2 separate regions of the Anas platyrhynchos genome follow, and region 1 is linked to region 2. The links are chromatin contacts, called in public Hi-C maps. All regions are on one chromosome and are shown on one strand. Each heading gives the region's core, a stretch centred on a gene start, on an enhancer-like site or on the middle of the called end of the contact. The rest is flanking DNA. Distances are from core to core; before and after follow the strand shown.

The links. A called contact is a pair of places that touch in the nucleus more often than the background predicts.
Region 1: a contact with region 2 is called in a Hi-C map of subcutaneous adipose tissue, with 4 times the contacts expected there. The contact joins the promoter of STAM2 here to the enhancer-like site in region 2. A contact is called at or near these places in 4 of 8 Hi-C or Micro-C datasets (liver, skeletal muscle and subcutaneous adipose tissue).

The regions. Positions count from the first base shown.
Region 1 is chr7:2,203,525-2,209,324 of IASCAAS_PekinDuck_T2T, reverse strand. It overlaps STAM2 (signal transducing adaptor molecule 2), which reads right to left and starts at 3,210. Exons shown (of 14, transcript XM_027457605.2): 1 at 2,916-3,210. The coding sequence starts at 3,201.
Region 2 is chr7:2,086,532-2,092,520 of IASCAAS_PekinDuck_T2T, reverse strand. It overlaps PRPF40A (pre-mRNA processing factor 40 homolog A), which reads right to left. Exons shown (of 26, transcript XM_027459533.3): 22 at 5,428-5,514; 23 at 5,248-5,344; 24 at 5,092-5,153; 25 at 3,672-3,806; 26 at 1,034-2,258. The coding sequence ends at 2,166. Among named protein-coding and RNA genes, the nearest start is that of PRPF40A, 19 kb to the right of the region's middle. Within about 2 kb of position 1,435, at least 3 of the 8 cell types and tissues checked have an H3K27ac peak or open chromatin away from gene starts, as enhancers often do. A contact at or near this core is called in subcutaneous adipose tissue, where this site is marked.

The sequences.
Region 1 (5,800 bases), core at 1,961-4,460, 120 kb before region 2:
GCAGGTTGCTGACAGCTCGCCCTCGCTGCTGCCCAGCGCCCAGCCTTCACCTGCAAAGTGTTTTCTTATTCTGCCCTGAGCTTGCCAACAATGCCAAACAACATGTCAGCTAAAAAAAATAAATACTCAAAAGCAATATTTTTTTTTCCCGTGTCAGTTTTTATACTAGAAACAGAGAAAGCCAAGCAGTCACACGTGGACTTCGCGCAAGGAGCCTTCCAGCTTGGTGTGCCATTAGTTAAAGCCCAATCAGTGGAACGACAGCCTTCTAGAGCATGATTTGCCTCCAAAATGTATGCAAAATAAAATCTTGTAGGCACAATCAATCTTGCATCTGGAGTGTTACACAACACCACTCTAAGTTTGTAAGAACAGAGCCAGGGTAACAAAAATTAAAGGCTAAAACCTGGAGGACAATCCTGACTGCTGGTTTTTGGAACCACAAAAACAAATTTCTGTAAACCTGAAACTTAGCCCCACACCTTTTGCTGTTTACCTCGCCTTCGCCTACCCAGATTAGAGAGGAGGCAAAGAAGTCATCTAGCTTTGCCTTAATGAGCGATTATGAAGGTGATCACTGTGCTCACGACGCTTGCACTTGCAGTAAGGCAGCGCGGTCCAGTTGGTCCTCGCTGAAAGGCAGCCCTGGTTGGAAGGACCCTGGGTAATTAACTGAATGACTCTGGGTAATTAACTGAATGACCCTGGGGAAGGAGTGGCAGAGGGAAAGCACCCGGAGTCAGCAGGCCAACAGCCTGAGAAGCAACCAGCACTGACTGTCGGTCTGGGAGCCCTCAATAACCACCTCCTGTATCAGACATGGAACTGCAGCTCCACGGGCCAGGAAGCTGAGTCACCCAGATGAAGGTAAGGTCTGCGGGCTGGAAAAGATTTAAAGAAGTGAAAGAGAAAGATCTAAGCCAGAATGACACCAAAACTCGCAATCAGCTTGTCCTCAAGCATCTGCAAGACCTTAGACCAAGCGCTGAAGCAAGAATTATCACTGGGAAATGAAAGGGGAGGTGCTGAGGAGACACAGGTGGCCGTTCCCAGCGAGGCCACCTTCCCTGGGGTTAATTTAAGCACCAGCTGCTCCGTTTGGATGGCAGGGAGGAATTTCAGGGGAAGCCACGTGCAAGCTGTCAGCCACAGCTCCTGGCTCGCTCCATGAGGTGAGGAAGGCGAGCTGGGACATACAGCACTCCCAGGGCGGGGAGCGTTCCCTTCCTGAGCGCCTCCAGAATCGCTCTGGAAATCAATGCTGCGACCCCTGGCTGACACCGACCGCGGGAGAAGGGTCAGGAGGAAGCCAGCAGAAAGCTAGGAGGTGTCTCCCATGGAAAGGAAGAGCAAAGCACTGTGTAAGGAGGAACGTAAAGCAATCAGGGCTGGATTACACAGCCAAAGGTGACTGTAGGACAGAACACAAACTCAATTAAAGATCCTCCTAGAAACGTGAGCTCGGTGGCTGGAAACCAGAGCAGAACGACAGGCACACCAAGTCCTGGCACAAGAGGACGCAGGCCACCAAGAGAAAGCAGCACAAAGAGCAAACAGCCCCAGAACCAAACACCCCAGCGAAGGACAAGGAAACAAATCTCCAAGCTACCACCAACCCGTGACACTGCGGGCGGGTCTGAGAGTCATTCGAGCTACACAAATACTTCCTGCTCCCCTGCTGCTGCTACCAACCTTATGACAGCAGGCCAGCTGCTGGAAAGCTGAGGAGGCACAGACCTCTTCCCTGCTGGAGGAACAGCTACTTGAGAGACGAAGGCTGTGTGGCAGCCAGGGTTACGCTGGAGGACAGCACGTGCGAGTGAATGACCTACCAGGAGCATCAGGCAGGAAATTAAATCGCTTCTAACCCTGTGAAGGACTCAAGGGCTGGGCTAGAGAACCAGCTGAAGGAAAGCAAACTTCTCCGAAACTAGCCCAGAGGTTACAGGAGAGCTACAGGCAGCAGCCAGGAGCTGGGACTGCAGGCAGCCCTGCATGTTTCGCACCACAAAAACAAAGCCAGCTGTGGCAGAGTGAGGGAGTGTTTATCTACACTTTCTAGAGGTGCCCTGAGCAAACCACAGTATGAAACGTGTGGTCCAGGCAGATAGCTGCATTGACCCGACTTGTCGCTGCTCCCAGCAGTGGGGCCCTGCTCCTCCCTTGGGCCTTTTCGGGGCAGCCCTGCCCCTTGTTTTCACCAGCACTTTGCAGCCCTTGATGTTTTAAATCGCCAAATTCCCAAAGTCATCACCTTCACAGATGATCCAACATGTCAGCCAAACAGCTCTGTGAAATAAGCTTTGTGCCAGAACGCCTGAGTTAAAGCAGCTCAGAGGGGAGTTCAAAAAAATCCGTGTGGAGGGAACACGGGAAAGGAGCTCTCCTTCCCTGCAGCACCAGGACGTCAGCTGGGCTCACCTACGTGCTTGGTACCTACCTTATTTCTTAAGCAAAATGAAGAAAAAACAGTAACATAGGAGTTAAATCCTGACAGAAGCAGTACGTGCAAGCAGTTATGGTCTGCATGTATAGCACAAAGTTTAAGAAAGAACAAGTGCACAGCCTGCCACCTTTACAGCCCTATAGGAAATACACTGCTATAAAAATATAACGTATAGAAGAATACTCCTAGAGCGTTTGGGTTTGGCCATGAACACTGCACCTCAGCCTACAGCCGCAGCCTGACGGCAACCACAGCCCCGACCCTCACCGCTACCTTCTCCCTTTCCTCTTCCGGCACCCATGAGCCAGCACTGCCTTTATTTTCGCTCATTTTCCCTCAGAAAGCCGCACACCGGCGCGCAGCGGGGCTGAGGCAGCGCCCCGGGGCCCACCTCCCCCCGCCACCAGGCCTCGCTCCGCCGCGGGGCCTCGGCCGCGAGCTCCCCGTCCCCCCCACCGCCTCCCCGCGCCTCCCGGGCGCTCTCTCACCCACGTCCTGCTCGAAGGGGTTGGCGGCGAACAGCGGCATCGCGGCGGCGGCGCCCCCCGGGCCCGCTCCCCTCCTCCTCCTCCTCCGCCGCCGCCACAGCACCGGGCAGCGCCCGCCCCGCCGCGAGGCCCCCGCGGCTGTCCCGCGCCGCGCCTGACTGCGGCAGGCAGGCACGCACAGGGGCAGCCCGGCACCACGGGGTCCTCGCGGCGGTGCTGGGCGGAGGGCGAGCCCCCGGTGCACAAGCCACGCCCCCTCATTTGCATAAACCACGCCCCCTCTATCGCTAGGCCACGCCCCCCGCTGCTGGTGTGGCGTCACGCGCGGGCGCCATCTTGTGGCGGTGCGGGGCCGGGGCGCTGCCCCGCCGCCATGTTGGCTGCCCCCCCGGGCAGGGTTACTGGGCACTAATTTAACCCCTCAGCTATAGGATAAAAGCCCAAAGGTTTATAAAAGCACAAAGTACAAAGCTAAGGGGCTCAAGGTGCTCTGTGGGGTCTGGGGTGATCCGGGCAGGCGGTCTATGAGGTCTTTCAGGTCCCTCAGAGCCCCCCGGTGTTGTGCTCCGTGAGGGGCGCACCCCCCCTGACGGGATCGTGAGGTAAAATTAAGGCTATCTATCGGAATGTAAAGGAATCGTGAGGAAATAATTAAAGGTTATACACCAGAAAGTGAGATTCACTGGAAGAACATGCCGATATTCCTTCAGGAAGGGAGGCGGCGCCTGCACCTCAGCACGCTGGGTGCCAACGGCGCCTGGTGCTGCAGGCACACGGTGCCCCGGGGCTGGCAGAGCCCAGCCGAGCCTTAACCGAGCAGTAACCGAGCCGTGCCGAGCCGTGCCAGGCCGCCCGAAGGCTGCAGGGGGCGCCGGCAGCTCGCTGAGGCGAGGCGGGGAGGCTCCGTGGCCGGGCAGCACCGGGCGGCGCCTCCCCCTCCGCCTGCAGGTCGCTAACTGCACCGAAACTCGGGGTTTCAGTCAGAAAATCGGCCTTGGATGCTTTCTCTGTTTCCTGAAGCAGCGCAGTGTTGTCTCTGTCAGCGGGACGCTGCACCTGAGGGCTGCCCGGCTTCCAGAGGTGAAGGATTTCAGGGGAAGGACCACCAGTGCCCAGCCCCTCGGCTTCCAGCAGCTGTGCACAGAACAGAAGCGTCTGCGGAGCCCCTGCTCCAGGTGACAGCACAACCAAAGCCACGGGACGCTTCCCCATGGCTCCTAATCAACTTAAGTTCCTCGGTAAATAATTAAATCCGCAGGAATAACAAGACATGGGAGGAGAAAAGGAAAAAAAATGGGGCTCTGCCAATTATTTGAGTCCTGCAGGAACAAACTGTTCATGAAGAACTCCTAGGGAGCCCTAGAGAGGAGGGCAGAAAAACAACTCTAAAAAAGTCACTTCTGAACCCATTTCTCCAGACCAAAGCTGGCAGCAGCGAGCAGGCCGTGCCCACCTGCAGCCCTGCTATCAGCCACAGCTCGGCTTCTCCTCGCTCGGTGCTGCCCTGGCACACATCAAAGGGGCCTGCTCCCAGCTTCCCCCGTCACTTTTACAACAGTGCGCTGTCATAATATTTAATTTCAAGCCTTGGCTTTTATAACACACGTGTTGAAGGACAATTAATATTGTCCAAAATGTTTGCTTTTAACGAACTTGGGGAGCACTTAGGGAGCTTTCTCCTGCTGCCTAAAAGCCCAGAAGTGACTTGCTAAGACTTTGGGCTTTGTTTTGTAGCTGACTGGGCTCTCTGTATTTCCCCAGCTGCCCCCTGGTTGACTTGCCAGTTTTTGTGGTTTACTGAAATATTTTTTGCTCTTTTTCTACTGCTCTCTCTCCCTTGGTGCTCTGTGTAGGAGTCGCGCAGACAGAGAAACCGATTAAGCAGAGAAATGCTGAAAATAATTCTGCTAAAGCATTTCAAGATGTCCACGCGAAGGTTCTCTCCCCCTCAGCCCTTCTGATTTTCCTGGTAGGTGAGGCTTGTGCCGAGGGAGGCTGGAGAGCAGCACACTCTCGAGTGCTCGCCTTCTGCATTCCTACTGCTTTCTGCTCAGCAGCTGAGCAGACCTCGTGTCCCTCGTGCCCTTGCATGCGAGGAGCCTCTGCTTGAAACAAGCATGGAAAAGCCTGAGCGCTTTTACGAGTGACTTCTCCTTTATGCGCTGCCTGATGCCACTTAGATGCAACATGCCCTCCCTGCTTAAAGACTTTGATCCATTACTGTTAAACTTTTTTTGGCTTTTGTTACGCAGCTTAAGCATTCAAGTTGCCTCATGCAGGCACTTAGGCGCTTTTTCATGCGTGGTTATTGCAGTACACTTGGAATCGAGCTGCTATTAACGGAAATAGATTATTTTTTTCCAAGGAGAAGTTGTATTTCCTTGTACCTGCTGTTTCACGGCGCTGTTTGCCTTTCAGCTGCCTCCCCTGACGAGCCCCAAAGGCCAAAGGGCTTGCGCTCGGCATGCTGGGGCTCCTCGAGCTGCACCCCTTCACATCGCACAAATCCCAGAGGGTTTCACCCCGAGGAATCCTGCTGGGGCTGCTTGGTGCTTTCCAGAGCTGCGACTGCAAGCGCAGAGCTCGCTGCTGGGCACCAAGGCTGCGCGTTGTGTGGGGTGCTCGTCCCAGCTCAAGGCTGAGCATCTGGCCACACTCACCGTGCCCTGAAGCATGTAATTAGCAGGGCAGCACAGAGCACACAAACGAACATTTTTAATTATCCCTGAGCTCCTGCGCCCGCCTGAACGGATGCGGAATGGGAGAGGAAACAGCAGCCGGCCCTGCAGCCGCTGTGTCAGGCGGACGCGGTCACACGTTGAATGTACGCTTAGCCATCAGCTGATGGCACAGCACACAACGCAGC
Region 2 (5,989 bases), core at 186-2,685:
TAAGAGACGTAAAAAAAAACATCTGATTTTTTAATTATTTTTTTTAATGGAAAAATAAAGGCAAACCTTTTTAAAAGCAGTATTTTCTTAGAAACACATTTTCCTTATGTAAGTTCAGCAAATGCAAGGCATTAGCAAAATACTGTACACAAGTTCTGTGTTTGCAAACCATTATGACCAAACCCTAAATCCGTTCCCCCTGCATTTCCCCATCCCGCATCTATACCAATGTAAAGCCAGTGTAAGACAAGATTTTCAGCTAACCTCATATTCTAGAAATCATTTGCAGTTTATTTTTTTCACTTGGGCATTGCTGCCTGTTCCACTATTTACACATTTCCATCTTAAAATACAAATCCAGGGAAGTGAGCTTACAAGGGTAACAAAATACGTGGGTGAAGTCGCTGCTGACCACGCGCAGCCCTGGGAGCGCCGAGTCCCCTCTCCGCTTCATGCTGCCGGGGAGCGGCCTGGAGCAAAGCCCCCGCCAACGTTTCAGGCTGCAGCTTCCCACATTTGACACAACCATTTCACTGTAATGAAGGAAATACCACACATCCTGCTGCCCAAACCCCTGCATTTATGTAAGTGATGGGCAGTGAGTGGGGGATGAGCAATTAATGCTCAGCTGGAAAGCAGCAATACCACAACGGGCCCTGGACTGACCCTCATCTCCATACCAAATCATCTCAGTTAAAAAAAGTTATCATTTCCTGCTAAATAGATCAGCTGTCTCCAGCATTTTGCATTTCAAATGACTAATTCTGATCTCGAGCAGTATTCTTAAGAAGCCTGAGTCACGTAACCACCCTAGCAAGAAAATGCGCTGCATGAATTGGACCTTTGGGGTTATTTTTGTGCTAGTAACAGCTGTCATACATTAGGAAAAAATGCACTGAAAACAGAGCTAAACTCTAAATACAGCCTTCAAGTATTTTTGTGTGAGCATACATTGCTTAAATCCAAGAACCAGAAGATAGCAATTTATCAGAGCTGTACACAGTATTTAAAACTAGAAATAAATACTAGTACACACTAGGAGACAAGGTTTAATAATTGATAAAAATGTACAAAAATATTCCAATCAAACGTTTCAGAATGTGTACCACAGCAGTCACTGCTTGTCGCTGAACTTTCCTAAGAGCAATCAGAAAGGAGACGGAGCTCAAGCTTCTTCCTTTTCCCTTTTTAAGGAAGGGTTTAGCACACACTGAGCTTCTAGACACGGATACTGCAGCTGCTACTGAAAACCCGGTGGTACATTCTTCAGCAGGTTCTTAAGGCAACATACTGAAATTAATTTACAGGATTTTTATTTTGTTTAAGATTTTAACGTGAAGATAAATGCTGAAACAGCTGCAGCTGTTCTGGATCAGGTTTTACACTAATACAAAGGGCAGCTGCGAGCAGCAGCACCCTCTGCCGGCACTGCACTGAAGCACCCACTGCGTTTGTCGGCCACATCTGCATTTTATTTACCATAAACATTCGCTTGGAGATGAGACAGACGTGAATCTCAGCCAGGACGTCAGGTCTGCTGCTTCACATAAATGCTCAAAATTGGTTTGGCCAGGAATGTAGTTCATAAAAAACCAATTCCAAGATCTGATTATTTTTGCAGTAAAGATGAAGAAAGGGATTCATTACTCCCCTTCCATTGCCTTCCCCTTTCAAAAATAAAACCAAATTCATAAGACAAATTAAGCCACAAGAAACTATATTAAAAATCTTTCTAAAAAACGAAATTTTACCTGCCTACATTGGCCAGGAGAGACAGTGTTACTACCTTTCTAGGAAGGACCGTACTTAGGAGATGCTTTGCTAGAAAGGTGCCAACACTTTCCTTAGCCTGCAGACAAGATCCAGCAAGAACTGAAATGCCTTCCACCGTGTTGTTCCCTTCAAAGGGCTCTCTCCATGGCGAGCAGAACACACATTCTGCCTAGCAGGTCAAGGACAGACATTCAACTTGTAACTCAGAATTTCGTTCACTTTTCTAGATTTGATGCCCGTAATAATAGTACTTGAATGTATTTAGGTGGTCAGATTAAAACCCACTGTTATTCCAACAATGGAACTCAGGATATCAGAACCCACATCCTGAATCAGACATTGGTTTCTTTTATTATGCCACAATGTAAACATATTTGGTATAAATAACGTTCTCATTGATCTTCATCCAGTTGTTCCAAAAGAGTCCGCCTCTGTTTTTCCAGCTCCCCTTCGCTCAGTTCACTGCCTGAAGTATCCCAGTTACCCTGCAGAGAGAAAAAAGGCTAATGGTGAGTGATTTATTTTCCACGCTTTGTTCTCTGGCTGAGGCACAGCAGGGGCCCCCTGTTAGCCTCCTAACCCTAATGCAGCGCGTTAGGGAACGCTCTGCACTGAGGCTCCCAGCTGAAGCCCAGGCTCTCTGAGCACGAGAACCCCCCAGAACCTACCCTGTACAGCACACACCTGTCTGCAGTTGTTCCTGCACAGGATTTTCCAGCAGGACTTCTCTACAGACACCTTACTGATAAAACACATTCAAGAGCAGTGTTTCTGGTGCCCCCTGATGCCTGTAAGCCCTGCAGTGTTTAAGCCACCTCCTCACGGTCCCAGCGCGCTGCTCAAAGCCCCGCGAGCTGCTCGGTGCCTCTCTCGCAGGGCGTTCAGGCAGCAGCAGTCACAACAAGAGGCGGGGAGGGAAAGAGGGACATTGCAAGCTAAGCTGAGGTCCTCCAGTAGACAATGACCACTTAATCACACCTGAGTTCATGTTCGCATTCAGCCACATAATTGGGTTTTTCAGCGGCGTTCAGATGAGGCCAAAGCAGCTTATTTTAAGGAGATAATGCAGAGAGCAGCCATCTGCCCTCCCACCTCCCCAGGGGAGGCAGAGCATGTGGGGCGCTATCCAGAAGGACAGCGCCATCAGCACCACCCAGCTAACCACAGCACGGCAGATGATTCCCACAAAGACACCCCGAGAAGCTGATTCCTCCCCCCTAATTATTTTTTTTCATTAGGAAATGTTTGCACGTCTTTGAAAACACTGTCCTAAACATTCCAAAACCAGTTCCATGCAGCACCACCACAGCAGAGAGCAAGATCCCAGTTACAAGTACACTGCTGTACGATTTTCCAGCTTGAGAAGTGCAAGAATTTAGATTTTCTTCCCGTATCAGGCTACCACCACTCAGCACAGCAATTGCTACCTGAACAGTGACAAGAGGACTAAAATTTTAGAATGGAAGAGCCCCACAATCAGTCAGATCTTTACCCAGCTGTGCTGCTCATTTTCCTTTGAGATCAATTTGGCAAATTGGATGGAAAACCAGAAAGGCAGTCTAATCATAAATAGCACTTTGTCACAGTATGGACTGTGCTCCAGTACGGTCTATAAAATAATGTGCCTCATTCACACTTTACATCACCAGCAACAAACAGCATTTAGCCAAATAATTTCACACATCAATAACTAAACACTAAGTGAGGGCACAGAGTCTGCATGGCTCAGCTTTGGCTGAACATTCAGTCTTTTTATATATGGAGTGGGAACATAAATAAAGCTTTAGCACCTTACTTAAAGGTAAACCTGTTATGACCCTTTAAAATTGCATACTATAGCAACCCACTGATACATAAAGCCCAAAGGCATTACATAAGAAGGAAATAAGAAAGCTTACAGAATCTTTTCCAGGTCGTTTTTTAGTCGGAGATTTATGTTTTGATTCAGATCTTTGTCTAGCTCTATCCTTTTCACTTTCTCTCTCTCTTTCTTTTTTGTCTTTGTCTCGTTCAATATCTGATTCTGGTGAATCCTTTGTAAACAAAGGGAAAATATTAAATATTAATATTAACCGTGTTAGATATTAGTTTACAGAATACCAACACTTCAGAGAAGTCCGACTTCATTTTAACATAGGCCATATTAGAAAGAAACTGCTTGAAGCGGTTACTAGTTTAACACATCCTATTAACCAGGGCAGAAACAAGCCATTTCAAATCACATTACTAAAGTGATTTGAAAAGAAAAGGAGAGAGATTTAAGAAAAACCATTTACCATTTTCAATGCATGCTAAGACAGGGCACGCTGGGTGCCATACAATAATCTCTTCCATACACAAATGCCATTCCTTTAACAAGATTTTTTCCTGCTCCAGCAGGGGGATTGGACTAGGTGATCTTTCAAGGCCCCTTCCAGTCCCTGACATTCTGTGATTCTGTGATCTCTGGAAAGGGTGAAGGCTGGTACACATTTTTTTCTGCTAACACAGTTGCTTTGCTGTATTTGACTGCTTTAATGCTGCTGGGCTTTTATTGGACTGAGGGATTAGGTGCTGCAACCGTGCTTTCGTTCTGCTTCATCCCAGTGTTACTAAGCTTATGTGAACCTGTCTGTGTTGTTATCCATTAGTACTAACGTGTTACTCAGTGCCTAACAATCAGTATCCCCACTCTTTGTGGATGCTGTCTATCGAAGGGCACAGCTACCTGCTCAGAAGTTACAGAAACAAAAGAATAGATCAGTTTCAAAAAGCTTTGCAGCAACAAGGAGTCCAGAGACACCAACTTCTTTCTTTACCCAACACCCAAATATTTTACCCAAAAATATTCTTTGGCCTCAACTGATACAGAGTGAACAAAAAGCTTTCTGCTCTTTAGGTTGTTTTGATGCTCCAGCACTTCTGATGTCAGAGCTTCTAACCCAACCCTGATACCCAAGCAGACAGAAGGAATGAAGGAACATTGCTTAGCAAAAGGCAAAAGGAAAAGATGGCAGGGATTTTATAGAGCGCTCCACGGTAAAAGCCAACGCCAAGACTTGCCATGATGATAAACAACAATTAGCAGGCTACTAGTAAGTCCTTCATACTCCCTTGATTAGTTGCAGTTACCCCCCCCCCCCCAAGATTTTGGGGTCTTAAGTAGTTTAAAATTAACGTGTATGTGACAAAGTTACTATTATACCAACACCCTGTCTGATCTCACAGAATGCTTACTGTAAAGACAGCTGGTGATCAAATACCTAAAAAAGGATTGCTAAAACTATAAGGCGTCAAGTTGTCCCTTAAACTAGCTCAAAAAAATCTAGTTGCACTTACAGACTTATGTCTTCTCTTCTTGCTCTTTTTCTTGTGCTTTTTTGACTTCTTGTAACTTCTCTCTGCAAACATATGGAGAAAAAAAAAGGTAAGATTACAATTACCCAGCCATAACAGAGTAACACTAATTTTAAAGCAAAGAAAAAAGTCTCATACCAGATTCCGCACTGGAAGAACGCTCAGACACAGATCTAGATTCTGACCGTTGCCTTTTCTTCTTTGAATGACTATCATCATCCTCAGACTCTGAGCCCTTGATACAAAAAATGGGGTTAGCAAGAAGACAGCATTCCAAGTAATTAATTACACGAGTACGTTTTACAACAAACGCCTTACCGAACGAGAGCGAGACCGCTTCCTGTGATGTTTTTTAGACTTTTTAGAATGTTTCTTGTTCTTTGAATGATGGTGCTGACACTCGTGCTAGAGTACATGAAAAGGCAAATGTTAGAATTGATCTACAGGGCACAGCAAGAAAGTAATGACATCTCTCTTCATCCACAAGGCACCTATAGCTAGTAGTGATTAAAGATAATCAAGCACCTTTTGTGTCAAAAAAAAAATATACACCACTACCAGTACTGCCATATTAAAGCTGTAGTAACAAGTGCTTAGGAGCAAGGAAACAGACAGCTAGCTTCAGGCACGGATGCACACAGCTCCCATCACCTGTACCCTTGTTTCAATGCATCCAAGTACTTGTTCAAGTTGGCCTAGGATACACTGCATACCTGGCTTTGCAAGATTTGAAATTCTGAAATTAAGCCATTTTAAAGTTTCTTAAGCTTCAGAAAATGAAACAAAACCCATATAGTGTACGTGTTTCAAACTCCTATCTCACACTGTCTAGTAAAAGACAACACCTTTTTCAACGAGAACAGTTAAAAAAAAAAACCAA